Regions from separate parts of the Mus musculus genome. Here all the other regions are linked to region 1. A link is a contact called in public Micro-C and promoter capture Hi-C data. All regions are on one chromosome and are shown on one strand. The core of a region is the stretch at or near the end of the contact, and the rest is flanking DNA. Distances in the headings are between cores, read along the strand shown.

The links. Promoter capture Hi-C pulls out the DNA fragments that hold promoters and counts their contacts. A called contact is a pair of places that touch in the nucleus more often than the background predicts.
Region 2: a promoter capture Hi-C map of pre-B cells shows a contact between it and region 1, with 5 times the contacts expected there. The contact joins the promoter of Rab5b here to the promoter of Gls2 in region 1. A contact is called at or near these places in 3 of 39 promoter capture datasets (hematopoietic stem and progenitor cells, hippocampal neurons and pre-B cells), 1 of 115 datasets of contacts at active chromatin or transcription factors (pancreatic cancer cells) and 1 of 9 other capture datasets (adipose tissue).
Region 3: a contact with region 1 is called in a Micro-C map of embryonic stem cells, with 6 times the contacts expected there. The contact joins the promoter of A430046D13Rik here to the promoter of Gls2 in region 1. A contact is called at or near these places in 18 of 39 promoter capture datasets (the 3T3-L1 cell line, 3T3-L1-derived adipocytes, the C10 cell line and 13 more), 1 of 484 Hi-C or Micro-C datasets (embryonic stem cells), 4 of 115 datasets of contacts at active chromatin or transcription factors (bone marrow-derived macrophages, effector CD8 T cells, embryonic stem cells and 1 more) and 2 of 9 other capture datasets (adipose tissue and embryonic stem cells).
Region 4: a promoter capture Hi-C map of pre-B cells shows a contact between it and region 1, with 2.7 times the contacts expected there. The contact joins the promoter of Ikzf4 here to the promoter of Gls2 in region 1. A contact is called at or near these places in 1 of 39 promoter capture datasets (pre-B cells) and 1 of 115 datasets of contacts at active chromatin or transcription factors (bone marrow-derived macrophages).
Region 5: a contact with region 1 is called in a promoter capture Hi-C map of stem cell-derived epiblast-like cells, with 3 times the contacts expected there. The contact joins the promoter of Sdr9c7 here to the promoter of Gls2 in region 1. A contact is called at or near these places in 4 of 39 promoter capture datasets (liver, pre-B cells and stem cell-derived epiblast-like cells), 3 of 115 datasets of contacts at active chromatin or transcription factors (embryonic stem cells, pancreatic cancer cells and stem cell-derived neural progenitor cells) and 1 of 9 other capture datasets (pancreatic islet).

What each region holds. Positions count from the first base shown.
Region 1 is chr10:128,193,292-128,195,991 of GRCm38.p6, reverse strand. It overlaps Gls2 (glutaminase 2 (liver, mitochondrial)), which reads right to left and starts at 1,357. Exons shown (of 18, transcript NM_001033264.3): 1 at 1,085-1,357. The coding sequence starts at 1,266.
Region 2 is chr10:128,694,894-128,697,679 of GRCm38.p6, reverse strand. It overlaps Rab5b (RAB5B, member RAS oncogene family), which reads left to right and starts at 1,412. Exons shown (of 6, transcript NM_177411.4): 1 at 1,412-1,494. It also overlaps a transcript of Pmel not described here.
Region 3 is chr10:128,497,952-128,500,651 of GRCm38.p6, reverse strand. It overlaps A430046D13Rik (Riken cDNA A430046D13 gene), which reads right to left and starts at 1,405. Exons shown (of 2, transcript NR_131151.1): 1 at 1,126-1,405. Myl6b (myosin, light polypeptide 6B) reads left to right here and starts at 1,967. Exons shown (of 7, transcript NM_172259.1): 1 at 1,967-2,024.
Region 4 is chr10:128,644,729-128,647,450 of GRCm38.p6, reverse strand. It overlaps Ikzf4 (IKAROS family zinc finger 4), which reads left to right and starts at 1,458. Exons shown (of 8, transcript NM_011772.3): 1 at 1,458-1,730. The coding sequence starts at 1,644. Gm26876 (predicted gene, 26876) reads right to left here and starts at 1,567. Exons shown (of 2, transcript NR_152728.1): 1 at 1,531-1,567.
Region 5 is chr10:127,897,107-127,899,806 of GRCm38.p6, reverse strand. Sdr9c7 (4short chain dehydrogenase/reductase family 9C, member 7) reads right to left here and starts at 1,272. Exons shown (of 4, transcript NM_027301.3): 1 at 862-1,272. The coding sequence starts at 1,162.

The DNA.
Region 1 (2,700 bases), core at 108-2,607:
TCCTCACCCCAAAGGTCTTACAAGGGAACGGATAAGCAAATGGTATTTGCTTACCCAACCATATTTATTGGTGTTGAGGTAGTTTGCTGTGTCAGTCTGGTTCATTTAATTATGGTGTGCATATGTTTCTAAATATCACTAAGCTGATATGATAGGGAAAAAACGGTCCATTTCCTATACTGCCATAATGAGGCAGGAGCTACCAGGACAACGTCCAGCTGGATGTCTGAGGATAACAAATTTCATGCTTTGAAAACACTCCTCTTGGGGCTGGAGAGAAAGCCCAGCTACTAAGCATTCCTGGGCAATGTATGCTGGGGGGGGGGGGGTCGACTTCCTGGGTTGAAGATGGCCCCAAAGGGGAAAAACACTTCAATTTAGAGAGGCAGAGCAACGCAATAGCTGACTGGTTTAGGAACTGTCTCACAATTTTCTCATTTATGAATAATCAACGCATTCCAAAACCAAGTTGGAAACTTGATTATCAGTGTTTTGCCAGCATATAAGATATTCCACGGTTAAGCTCTGCTACAAAAACACTCCGGACACATACGCACCTACGTGCGCATCAGCAATGACGCACACCGCACATTACCCACTGACGACAGGCAGAGACAAGAAACCCCACACAGTCAGACCCAAGCGCACTTGGACCTGGGGCAGGAAGCTGTTCGATATCCACAAAATTCCCTAAAATACTGGGACCAGAGAAGAGAGGCTGGGGATGGGCAGGTGTGCACTCGGCCCTGCACTCAGACACGTGCACCAAGCAACACTCCGCGCCCATCTGCGTTCCCAAATAAGTACGCACCTTGGACAGGCATCATCTCGAAGACCGACCTGCCCAAACGCCCTCCCGGGCGGACAGCACCTGACCGCCCGAGCGCGGCGGACAGCACCTGACCGCCCGAGCGCGGCGGACCCAAAGCCCCACATCTAAAGGAAAAGGCATCGCAGGCTAGTGAGCGCGGAGAGGAGATGAGATGCGCTCGCTCTCTGGGGAAGGGGACTCCCAGGGAGCTAGCGAGAACGACAGTGGGAGTGGGAGCCAGCCTGTCCCCTGCCCCTGTCCCGCGAGCCTTACTGATCCGAGTGCTGCGGCTGGTGGCTGTGCGGCGTCCCCCTGCCCTGCGCTGCGGCCTCACCGAGGTAGTACCGGACGCCCCTGCCCAGAAGCGGGCCCCGGCTCGGATGACCCCAGCCTCCCCGCCGACCGTGGCTGCCCGCGCGGCTCAGCGCGTTCTGCAGAGCCCTCATGGAGCGCATGCCCCCGGCGCGCCACCCGCTCGGCCCGGGCGCTCCAGACGTGCGAGCGGCGGCGAGGAGGGAGGGGCGGAAGAGTGGCGGGCGAGACTAGGAGCCCGGGAGCAGTCCTGGGGCCAGTGGAGCCTGCGGGGGGGGGGTGGGGGGGGGAAGGACCGGCCCGGTGGGAGTGGTTGGGGTCCGGGGAGGGGCCAGTCCGGGACGACTCGGATCCCGCAGGTACACCCATAGTCCCCTCACAGCCTCCAGCCAGGAGCGCCACGGGTTCGATTGAGGAGAAGCTGGAGGCGGCTGGGTGGGGAGGGGGCGTGGTCTGGAGTCAAAAGGGACAGGAACCGCGTCCAATCACTGAGGAGGAGGAACGCTGGGAGGCGGGGAAAGGCGCGGGAGGCTGGGACAGTCGGGACACCGGCGCGCGTCAGAGCTTTGGCGGGGAGAGGATCGGCCTCTGCGCAGTCGGAGTTCGTGGAAACGCGCCAGGGCTGGGGACGACGGAGTGCTCTGGTGCAGATGAAAACGCCACACTTTCAAAGAGAGATGAGAGCGAGCGGGATGCGGGAGCCACGTAGTGACCTTCCATGTTCGAAGGCCAGGGGTGGCCAGTGCACACTTACAGGCAGGCGGTGCGGGCTGCAAACACCCCAATCACGGATGCGCGCTGGCGCTGAGTGGACAGAAAGACGGTCCAGAAGCAGCCCGCCGCGCTTCATTGCTAGGCGTCATGGAGCCCAGGTTCTTAGGTCATTTGGTGGCTGCGGAGGACTTATAGTCTCTCTCTAAAGTTCTCTTTCTCTAAAGTTCACGTATTAAAATAAGCCAGTGAACTCAAAATCTTCCCCCCCCCCACCCCCCCCAGACAGGGTTTCTCTGTATAGCCCTGGCTGTCCTGGAACTCACTTTGTAGGCCAGCCTGGCCTCGAACTCAGAAATCCGCCTGCCTCTGCTTCCCAAGTGCTGGGCCGGCTGAAATCTTTTTTTATTGTTGTTTTAGAAACAGGGCTTTGAGATATAGCCCTTGTTGCCGTAGTACTCAGTTTGTAGCCCGTGTTGGCCTTGAATTCGTGGCCAACCTTCTACCTCAACTTCTCAAGTGCTAGAATTGCAGGGGTGTGCAACACCACACGCATGCCGGTGCGCGTGCACACACACACAAACACACACACACACACGACAAAAAAGCAAAGAAACACAAAACATATACGTGCTCCCCCAATTGTTTTTAGTTTTAAGACCTGGCCTCTCCGTATCTCTTAGAACTTACGAGCTAGACCAGCCTGACCTCAAACTCTCAGATCCACCTACTTTAGGCTCCAGAGTGTTGGGATTAAAGGTGTGGTCTTGGTTTGTAGTGGAGAAAATGCACAAAATTTAGGAGAATTAAAAATGTGGTGGTCAGCATTCCTGGAGTCCCAGCGCCAGGGATGTGGAGACAAGTGG
Region 2 (2,786 bases), core at 163-2,662, 500 kb before region 1:
CAGGGGCCTTTGTCTCAACCCTCCATTTCCCAGGAAGTGTTCACCATTTTGTGTAGAGTTTTGTTTGTTTGGTCTGGTTTTGAAATTGTGTGTGCATGTGAGCCACAAGTGCCCGCAGAGGCCAGAAGAGGGCATATCATCTCTCCTAGAGTTACAGGCAGCTGTGAGCAGTGGTACTGGGAACAGGCCTTGGGTCTTCTACCGGAAGTGTATGCTTCTCTAGCTTGCCTCTAGGCCCTAGGTTCAATCCTCAGTACCGAAAAAAAAAAAAAATCCTCAGCAAAGTTGTCTAAATGTTTTTTCACATTTACAAACAATTCAGAAAATATCAATGTGAAAATATTTAGGAGGCTAAAGTGTCTTCAGACTACCACTTTCTGTTGTCATGGCAATTCACCCCAAAACTACTGTTCTCTAGTGCGCCACTAAAAAGAATTTACAAGATAAAAGTTGTTTAATTTCCTGGTTTTGGGTCTTTACTTTTTTTTTTTTTTTTTTTTTTTTTTTTTTTTTTTGGTTTTTCGAGACAGGGTTTCTCTGTGTAGCCCTGGCTGTCTTGGAACTCACTTTGTAGACCAGACTGGCCAGACTCAGAAATCCGCCTTGCCTCTGCCTTCCCAGTGCTGGGATTAAAGGCGTGCACCACCATGCCCAGCAGGGTCTTTACTTTCTTAATTTGACACAGAAAGCAGGGCACGGGGAGAAGAGAAGGTTAATGCTGGTATCATTGTTTTTTGTTTTTGTTTTTTTGGGGGGGGGACATCGTTGTGTAGCTTGGAACTCATGGAGATCCTCCCGATTGCTAGGATTAAACATGTGGGCCACCAAGCCCAGTTTACTCCCCTCCCCATCCCCCTTATACTGAGGTCTTGTTAAACTGAGTATCCCGGGTTAGCCTCAAACTCAGAACTGCCTCCACCCCAATCCACTGTGCTGAGATTGGGAGTGCCACACCACACCCGACCAAAAGCCTTCTTCACTTCTTCACTAGCCTTGCCTGCCTGTCAAATTCGGAAATTTCCCAATACTGGTTAAAATTTCCTTTTGACCCGCCTTCTTCACTCACCTGATTAGATGTTTACGAGTCGAGAGGCGGGGGAGGGGTGTCACGGGTGTTGAGGTTCTATTGGCTGACGCACATGCCTGTCAGTGATGCACTGCCCCCTTTCCCAGGAGCTCTCTCTTTAATGGCTACTTATCCCGTCAATCTTCAAGGCTTCTCGTGTAGGTATTGGCTTGCGGCCTCGCCAATCCAGTCTCTCACTTGTGCTAGTTGGTGATAGTCCCTCAGAGCCCGCCTTTCTCCAGAAGATTGGCGGGCGGACGCTCACATAGCCCACCCACCACGGTAGGCGGGTGATCTTGCGATTGGCTGGAGCCGCCCCGGCGAGGAGGAGGAGGAGGAGGAGGCGAAGGGGGTAGGAGTTTGGTTGAGCTGCAGCTGTTTGTCTGTTCCACACAGGCTTGGGCCCGACGGGGGATACGGAGCCCCAGGTACCGAGCTGATGGAGCCCACAAGGGCAGAGGCGGAGGTCCCGAGAGGAGCGCCGCCTGGCCTGTGGCAGAGGCGGGGCGGGCCGACGTCAGGGCTCCAGAACCTCCTGGAGAGGGCCGAAGGGGCTGTCCCACAGGCCTAGTGGGCGCTGAGGAGGTGATCGGCAGGGCTGGGAGCCGAGCCTCTAGTTGGGAGGCGGCTGGGTTCTGGCTGTGGTGGCCGCTCGGGGGCCGGGCGCGGGGACCCGGAGCCGGTGAGGACCAGGGCCGGCCTCGGGACTCTGAGCACCGCGGTGAGGAGGGAGGAGCTGGGGTCGGAGACCAGGCAGTGAGGGAGGGGAAGCCAGCCCATTTGGCTGGAGGTGTGGAGGGGACAGTGCTACGCCCAGCCCCGAGGGTAGCCGAGGCTGGGTCTCCCGAGACATCCACTGTTGGGGCTCTTAGCCGAGAGAGGCATTCTTTTCAGGGAAAGTGACTGTTGAAAGGGGAACTAGGGGTACTGGTGTTGCCGAGAGGGATTTGGTCTCACTGAAGTCAATGAAGAATGTAGAAGACCAAAGTGGAAGGAAGTAGAAACGGTTTGCTATTAGTAATGGGAACTTCTGGAATGATGGTGAGGGGAGGCTCAGTATCTTGGAAGTTCCTTACTCTTCTGTTCCTTTAGTGCTTGGGTGTGGTGATTTGAAGTTTTGGGGTACTTCAGGAATAGGGAATGAAGACAAAGGTAAAATTATGTATTATTCCATGGCGCCTGGCAGCTCTACGTCCAGCCCCCCCCCCCCACACACACACACCACTTTAGTTTACCCTGACCTCATAGCTAGTCATGACTGCACTCCTGTTTCCTTTAGGTTTGCTATTGTATTCGTTGTTTTTCCTATTTCATCTACTGTGAGAGAACTAAGAAAATTTGGGAGTGCTTTGCTCAGTCTTTCCCACTTCATAATGTGATCTGTGGTGACTACGCTTATTTAACCTAGATTTGAGGAACTCTGTCATTTGCATGGAAAGGGGCAAAGCAATCCCCAGCCATTAAAAAAAAAAAAAAAAAAAAAAAAGGACCATGTTTATTGAAACTTCTGTGAGACTTGCACTTGAGCATTTCCTAGATAGTTAATGGGACAGACTATTCACGCCAGGAACTGTGAGGTGATATCCCTGAAGGGATTTGGGGAAGAATTGAGAGGTTAGCTACCAGAAGGTTGGCACCATCCTTTCTTCTTTGCCCACTTATTCAGGAACGTGTGTGTGTGTGTGTGTGTGTGTGAGATTAGTTATTTAGGTCAAACCTT
Region 3 (2,700 bases), core at 156-2,655, 300 kb before region 1:
GCAGCTGCTCCCCTTGCTGTTGCTGGGATGCTGACTTGCCCCTGGGAACACCACAACCTAACCAAGGAAGAAGCCTGTGGAGGTCTTCGTCCTCTTTCCTCTGTAGCCTTTCTCTCCTACCTCATGTTGTATTGGGGCGGGGGGGAGGGTTAGAAGGGAGAGAATAGTATAAGAACTCTCAATAAAATAGATAAAAAAGACAAAAGTCAACAGCCAAGCCTATGCAGAGAAACCTTGTCTCAAAATAAAAATAAAACAAACACAAAATCTAGTTGTATAGGGTGAACCCACAATTATTCAAGTTTCTGAAGTGATACACTGCTGTGTGATTATCACCACTTCTTTCCTTTCAGGGCTACGAGGGTAGAGCGCTTGCCTGGCATGCAGAAAGCTCTGGGTTAGACCCCAAGAACCTTAGAACACAGAGTAACAGGGAGGCAGGGCAGGCTAGCCAGTGCAGCAGCAGACTGAGGCCATTGAAAAACGTAAACAAAAAAGTCACACCGGACCACATATCTATTAAGATAAAACACAGCCAGGCATGGTGGCACATACCTTTAATCCCAGCACTCGGGAGGCAGAGGCAGGTGGATTTCTGAGTTCGAGGCCAGCCTGGTCTACAAAGTGAGTTCCAGGACAGCCATGGCTATACAGAGAAACCCTGTCTCAAAAAACCAAAAAAACAAAAAACAAAACAAACAAACAAACAAACAAACCAGGGGGGGTGGGAATCCTTTTTAATGGTGATGGAGACTGAACCCAGAACCTGAACGGTTGTAGACAATTGTTCTGCCAGCCAGCTCTAACTTCAGCCCTTATTCACTGTTGTTTTGAGTCTCACTGTATAGCCCAGGCTCGTTTGTCCCCCCCCCCCCCTCACCCCCCGACTTGGGATTACATTTGTGTTATCACCAAGACTGCTTTCTTGTTCTTGCTTTCTAGTTTAAGACAAGCTCTCAGGCGTCCCTTCCCTTTCTGCTCTGAAACTGGATCTTATGTAGCTCAGGCTGGCCCGAAGTCCCTACGTCCCAAAGACATCTGATTCTTCCTGTCTCCACCTCCTGAGTGCTGGGACCCAGAGCTTTGTGCAACCAACTGTGCTACATCCCTTGCACCCGTACAGACCTTTTTACTCAAGCTTTTTCCAGCCGGGGAATGTCCGTTTCAGGGTACAAAATTGGCTTGTGCCTCATTCTTCCTATGGCGCCGCTGGGAGTCTTCTACCCTGAGCTATTTCTGGTCCACTTGCTTGCACAAGCTCTAGTATGAGGCGCGCCGCCAGAGTTATTTATTCGTCTGTTTCGGGACGGTGGGCCGGTTCCCTCTCTGCACTCAGACATTTGCTAAACTCCAGGGAGAAAGTGCAAATACTCAGGCTGGGCAATGGTGTCGGAAAGGTAAAGAAGGACTGCAGAGCCCAGCGTTGCATTTGTTGGGTATCTCGGGGGGGGGAGACCGCGGTGCATTGGCGGCCTCAGCAGACGCCTCCACAAGGAGGAGAGTGGAAGCAGATGGCCAGGCTAAATTGTAAATCTTAACATCTACTTCAGTCAGTCTTTCGACCACTATCAAATGTGAAATAAATAAATAAATAAATAAATAAATAAATAAATAAATAAATAAAACGCAAAACTCTGCCAAGTTACACCATTCCGCAGCTAACAGCCTGAGGAAGCCCCCGCTGCCGCCCCGCCCACCGCCCGGCCCCTCCCACCGCCCGGGCCGGCCCCGCCCCTAGCCTTGCGGGCGTCTGTGGGTCTGCAGCCGCAGGGTCATGGGTGGGGACAGCTCAGGCCCTTTCAATTCCGGAACCGGCGCACGCCTCAGGACCTGAGTCACCAACTGTCACCAGGGGCCGGAAGTCACCACCAACTCTCACGGCTGGGAAAAGGTTTCCTGTGAGCCTGCGGGTGCTCGCGGACTACGACTCCCAGCATGCTCTGCGGCAGCCGCACTTAACCCTTCAGGGACAGGAGCTGCCCTGAGTCCCGCCCCCCACCTGCCCCTTCCTCGGACCCGGCAAGGTGAGTTTTGAGGGGCTGGGAGGGTCTTTTTCCTCTCTAGGGCTTAGGAGTGAGTGAAAGTGAGGGAAACGGGCGTTTTGTTTAGGAAGGATTCTTTATTTTCCAAAAATGGGACAATTTGCAGTAAAAAGATTCTGACGCCCTTTTGCAAATGGGAGACCCACTGCTACTCTGCGAACTCCAGGGCCTAAGTGGAATGACCAGTCTCTCAGAATGCCATGTAATTCTTCTTTATCCAAGAACAGAGTAGCCAGAACCTCCTAGCTCCCAAACATCATCTTTTCCCTTCATCAGCGCTTCCAGCAAGGTTTGTGACTCAAAGCTCAGCTAAGGTTTTTGATGTGATCCTGACCAATGGTGTGTCCGTGTGGATACCTATGAACTCCTTTGGAGGTCCTGTAACCTTTTGGGTTATTAGGGGGCTCTTTGTCTCCCAGGGCCCCCTCCATGTGTGTGTGTGTGTGTGTGTTCCCTCCATGCTCACTAGGCATTATAGCCTTTTGTTTGATTTGAATAACATTGTCTTGTTGAAAAATGTTCCTTCTTTGGAATTATGTGTGACAGATGTTAAGCCTTGCCTACACTGGAACCCCTAAACCAACATTAGGTATAGAAGTCAGTGGGTAATAACACGCTCGAGTTACTGTGCATAGTTTAAGGTTGGGGGTAGGTGGGG
Region 4 (2,722 bases), core at 209-2,708, 450 kb before region 1:
CAAAGTCAGGGCAGCACTGACATTAGGTCTAAAGAATGCCCCCTTCAGGGCCAGACATGGCCAAGAGGGTATATAATAGGGCATGTAAGAACCCATTTTTGACCTCCATCCCTCTCCTGGGCTGATCCGAAAGCAGAGAGTTGTCCCCAGTGTCTGGTTTTTTACTGGCCCTTTCTCAGGTCACCGCCTCCCCCACTGGCCACCTGATAAAGAGAGGAGGCCTCTCGTTCTACTAAGGGATGTTACCATCTCATAGAACCTGATTCTGAAAGCACACGCCCCCCAACTTCCTTTCTAAAAGTACAGATAATTCCCATGGGAAGAAATGGGGGAAACGAGAGTCCACTAATTTACAGCACAGATTTCCACCCTACCCACCACAGACACTGAAAACAGAAACTGAGTTGCTCAAATCAAATGGAGCAGAGCTTATCCTGGTGCCCTGAAACATTTAAGAGAACCTGAGGAGAGAGAGGTGCAAGGATTGGCAGCCCAAAGTTTCATGGCCCCTCCCATCCCAAATTCTTGGAATCAGAAAATGCAGTCTTCCAAAGTAGGTCAGCTCAGCAGTGAACAGTTCCTCTGGAAGGAAAGCGAGCAAGAGCCTTCTCCTGATAGAGGACAGGATTCATCCAGGACTCCTGAAGCCAGAGCCCCAGAGGCACGGGAGAGAGGGAAGACAGGGAGACCCAACCAGGGATTAGAAAAAGCTCAGGGTCCCAGATCTCCACTAGTCAGTGATGGGAAGGGGGATTGTCAGAAGGAGAGGCAGATGGAAAGGAGCCTGAGTTTGCTAGGGGAGGAGCCTTCTGCCACTTCTAGATCCTGGAGGCTGCCCCTGTGTCCCGGGCCCCATGACCTGTGGGGCCTTGGCTTCCCTAGCTGGCAGAGGATTGGGCCTTCCCTGGGACACCCCCTTCCTCCTCCCCACAAGCCTGCGGCTCTCCTCTCTCTCTCTCTCTCTCTCTCTCTCTCTCTCTCTCTCTCTCACACACACACACACACACACACACACACCACACACACATACACTTGCCCCCCTCTCAAGCATTTGTTTTGTAGCTCCTCTTTGTCTGTTGGGCAGGAGGGCAAACACATCTGCCTACCCTCCCTCTGCACCCCCACTCCCTGTGCACCCCCATTCCCACCTCTCCACTGTCTTGGAAAAGGGATGCTGTAGCCTAGCGCGCGCGCGCGCACACACACACACACACACACACACACACACACTGGTACGTTTTCTCCTGCCCCCTCCCCAAGCGCATCCACGCCTCCCTCCCTCCCTCTCTCTCTCTCTCTCTCTCTCTCTCTCTCTCTCTCTCTCTCTCTCTCTCCTGTCTCTCTCTCCCTCTCTCTCCCTCTCTCTCCCTCTCTCTCCCTCTCTCTCCCTCTCTCTCTCTCTCTCTCTCTCTCTCACACACACACACACACACACACACACACACACACACACACATACACACGAGGCTCTCAGCACATACACCCTGGGCTGAGCGGTTCTGCCGGCTGCAGCCGTGGGCCCCTGCTCACCGTGCGGCTGCCACTGCCTGCGAAATGACGGCGGTTCCCCTCACTTCCAGGAATCCACGCTTCCTGGAAGGTGAGTGGCTGGGCTCACCCCTGCCTGCCACCGAGACGCAGACATGCACACACCACCCGCACTCCCTCGCCGTTTCCAAGGCGGCGGCCGCGTTCGCACCCCAGGGTCTCACCGGCAAGGGAAGGATAATGTAAGTTCAGGCAGAAGGCGGCTAGCGGAGGGGGGGTAGGGGGGTGATGGGGCTAGGGAACCAATTCAGTAACAACTCCCAAGCCTGAGGAGAGGGAGAGGACGGGGGCTGTGTGTATAGCGGGGGGGGGGAGGGGGCGTTCCTCCTTACACTTGGGGAGGATGGGAAAGGGTGCTTGGTGTTGCTAAGCGAAGACCGTGACTTGGACAGTGGGAGCTTGTGGTGACATCTTGATTAGGCCTTGGGGACAGAGGTAGAGCAGCCAGGGGTGGAATACCGAAACAGGCCTGGGTGGGAATGGAGAGTAGAAAGACCTGAGATGGGAAGAAGAGCTTTGACGGCAGATGCTTCAGCCTGGAACCGACATGTGAGGGGCCTCAGCCTCCTGCCCACAATAGAGAAGAGCCGGGGGTGGCAGTCTTTCTTTGCTCGTGCACTGACTGGTCCCTGATAGCAGGCTAGCATCCTGCCACCTGGAGCCCATGGTCAAGAAGAGAAAGCTGGAGAAAGATATCCCTTTCAGAGAAGTGCAGCGGCTTGCAGAGCTCCAGGCTATTCCCCAGAGGCAACCACTCAAGGGATCCAGGAGAGGGCCGGTCTCTTTCGGTGTGTGAGACCGCTCAGCTTAGTGGGACTGCTCCCCATCCCTTCCCCGCCTTTCTGCCCTTTCTCCACCTCCTAGTTGCTTTGCTGTGGACCTCACGATTTAGCTTTGCTCCCAGAAGGTTCAGCCAATCTACGATGGCTTTGACCAAGAAAATGTCTCTGATACCTGAGAGCAGCCTTAATTCTTGGCTTTGACAGTCTGAGATTTCTTGGAAGTCCCAGGCATTTGAAATTCCCTCACTGGGGTTTCCGAGGCTGAGAGGGGAAACGAATGAGTTTCCCAAATCTGACTTTGTCCCCGTCAGCCTCAGGCTAGAAGTCTAAGTCTCTGGAGCCTCACAAAGACCCTCTGGCCTTTGACAGAGATTCCTTCTTAGATTTTAGTG
Region 5 (2,700 bases), core at 23-2,522, 300 kb after region 1:
TGCGTTCCATCCCCAGGGCTCACATGGTGGGAATTGAGAAATGACTTCCAAAAGTTATCCTCTGGCTCACTCATACGCACATTTTTCATACTGTCTTTTCTTTTTCTGTGACTCCAGATCCACAGAGCCAATGCTTTCTTCTGACCTCCTCATGCATGGTACACACACACACACACACACACACACACACACACACACACATCAATCATAACAATAACTTTTTTTAAAAAAAGTAAAATGTTAAAGAGAAAATCAGTGAAGAGCTAGAGTTGTTGGCCTGACCTGGGCAGAGGTCTGGCTTTGACTTTTTAGGAGCCATTACTTCTCCCAGTTTTTGTACTCATAAGTAAGCAATCTAGTGTCTACAGCCTGCATGCAAGTCCCCAGACATTCTTGGTATAGTCCCCAGCACAGGCTCCTTTCCCGGTGGGAACAAGCTCCTGCCAAAGGCAACAACATCTATGGGATATGTGTGTATGTGACGTACAGAAGAGACCTGCCTGTCACACCCATAGATTTCCACCTTTTGCATCTATATGATTATCCCTAGCCTGAGCTGGCCAAGAAATATGGAGCCAATAGTGGGACTCCTGAAGTCTCTAAAACACTTTAGAGGTTTGGGTATTCAGAACTTTCAAGTTGTTGCCTTAGATGGAGGAAATTTCCTCAGGGTGTTTCTTCGTCGTCAGCTGGCCAAACCAGATTCTACTGGACTAGAGCCTTCCAGCCTGTTCCTATTTCATCTTCCCATCCCCATTTGGACATCAGGGTCTCACACACACACACACACACACACACACACACACACACACACACACACAGAGAGAGAGAGAGAGAAGAATATCCAAGAATACACCCCACCTTGCTCGCCCACTTGGTCCCTCACCCACTGGGCTGCTTCCTTGACGTTCTCCGACTTGGTGACATCTAGGAGGAAGGTCTGCAGCTGGTGGGAGGTGTCCTGCAGGAGTTTCTGAGCCCCCTCCTCAGTGAGGCAGGCAGCAAGCACTTTCATGCCCCTATCAACCAGTTGTTTGGCCAACAGGTTCCCAAAGCCGGAGTCACAGCCAGTGATGAAGACATACTTCTCAGAGAGGTTTTTAACCAGATTGCAATTTTTGAACCAGCGGTACATAAAAGCAAAGTCTGTGAGGGCCGCCATGGGAGCTGATGTCTGAGGATGGACCCAGGAGATGGTAGGATAGGCTGATCCTCAGAGCCCAGCAGGCAGCCCACAGGAACCCACAGGAAAGGAGAGCTTCTGAGACTTGCAACAGATACGGGCATCTGGGTGAGCCACTCTGTAATTTTATAGGTGGCTGCATTGCCACAGCAATTAGCTCAGATGCAAGAAATTCAAGTCCAACCTGCAGTGTGTCACTCTGACAAAGCCACTGCCCTGGCCTCTCCATCTCTCCTCTAGACCTTTCAGGAGAGGGATCCAAAAATGGGGATATTCATAGTCATGGGAACTCAAGTGCATTCTGGGAAGGGGCACGGGAGGCAAAGAAGGGCTTAGATCTGATCTGAGCTCTCTTTAAGAAAATCCTATCCCAGTTTTACCTTCTGCCTAGGGATCAAAAACCCTCTTCCGTGCATTTAAGCTTGTCAACAAATTTAATTTTTATTACCTGAAAAAAAAAAGATGAAATCATTAATACAAAGCGAACAAAAGCTGAATTTCGAGGACTGAATTCCAGTAGGAATGAATACCAGCTCATCAGCCCTTAGAGAGCTTTAATTAATGTATTTTCTTTAGTTTAGTTGTTGAGACAGTATCCCTAACAGCCCTGGCTGGCTTGGCCTGAACTTGCCAAGGTGACTTAAAATGGGTGACAGTCCTCTGCCTCTACCAGGCACTGGGATTTCAGGCAGGTGCCACCATGACCGACTTCTCTGGAGATGGTGAGTTTCCATCATGACAAATGATAAAAAATACAGGGTTTTTCCAGGCTGGGTGTGACTCCACAGTGCTGACTCCAGAGTCTCTCTAGAGGAGGCTGGAGGTATGAGTTTCAACTTCTAAAAAGTAGAGAGCCTCAAACAGCTGGGTGTGGTTCTGCACATTTGTTTCAGCAGTTGCGAGGTAGAAATGGGAGGATCTGGAGTTCAAAGGTCATCCTCTGCTACATATCTAGCTAGAGGCCAATCTGGGATACAAGAGATCCTGCCTCAAACAAACAAAACACCCAAAACCAACCGGAACCTTGGTGGTTGTTGGGCGGGTGATATTCAAGTTAGCAGCAAGAAATCTCCATATTGGAAACTAACCTAGTATTCCATCCATCCTATGGGCTGGTGACCTGGCCATTGTAGGAGCCCAGTCCTGAGGGCTCATCAGCTCCCTCAGGAAAGGGATCTTGGGGAAGGTTCCTTTCCTTGTATCCCCAGCACCAGGCATATTTTAGGTAGTTTGATGAGCTGGAGAGACTGAAGGCAAGAAATGCGACAGAGCAAGGGAGGGACTAACACAGCATGCGACACTGTGGCTAGCTGGATGTGCAAGAGGAGAGGGGAGAAGAAGTCAAAATGATTAGAAGGTATGGGGTCAAGGACAGATGGAACAGCAGACGACGGCAAGAGAAGCCAGGAACTAAGACACAGCATTGAGGGGAGTTAGGGAATGGATAGCTCTGATCTGAGGTTCTCTGAGACTGACAGGCAGCCAGACCAGATGACGTTGGACAATTAACTCATTGA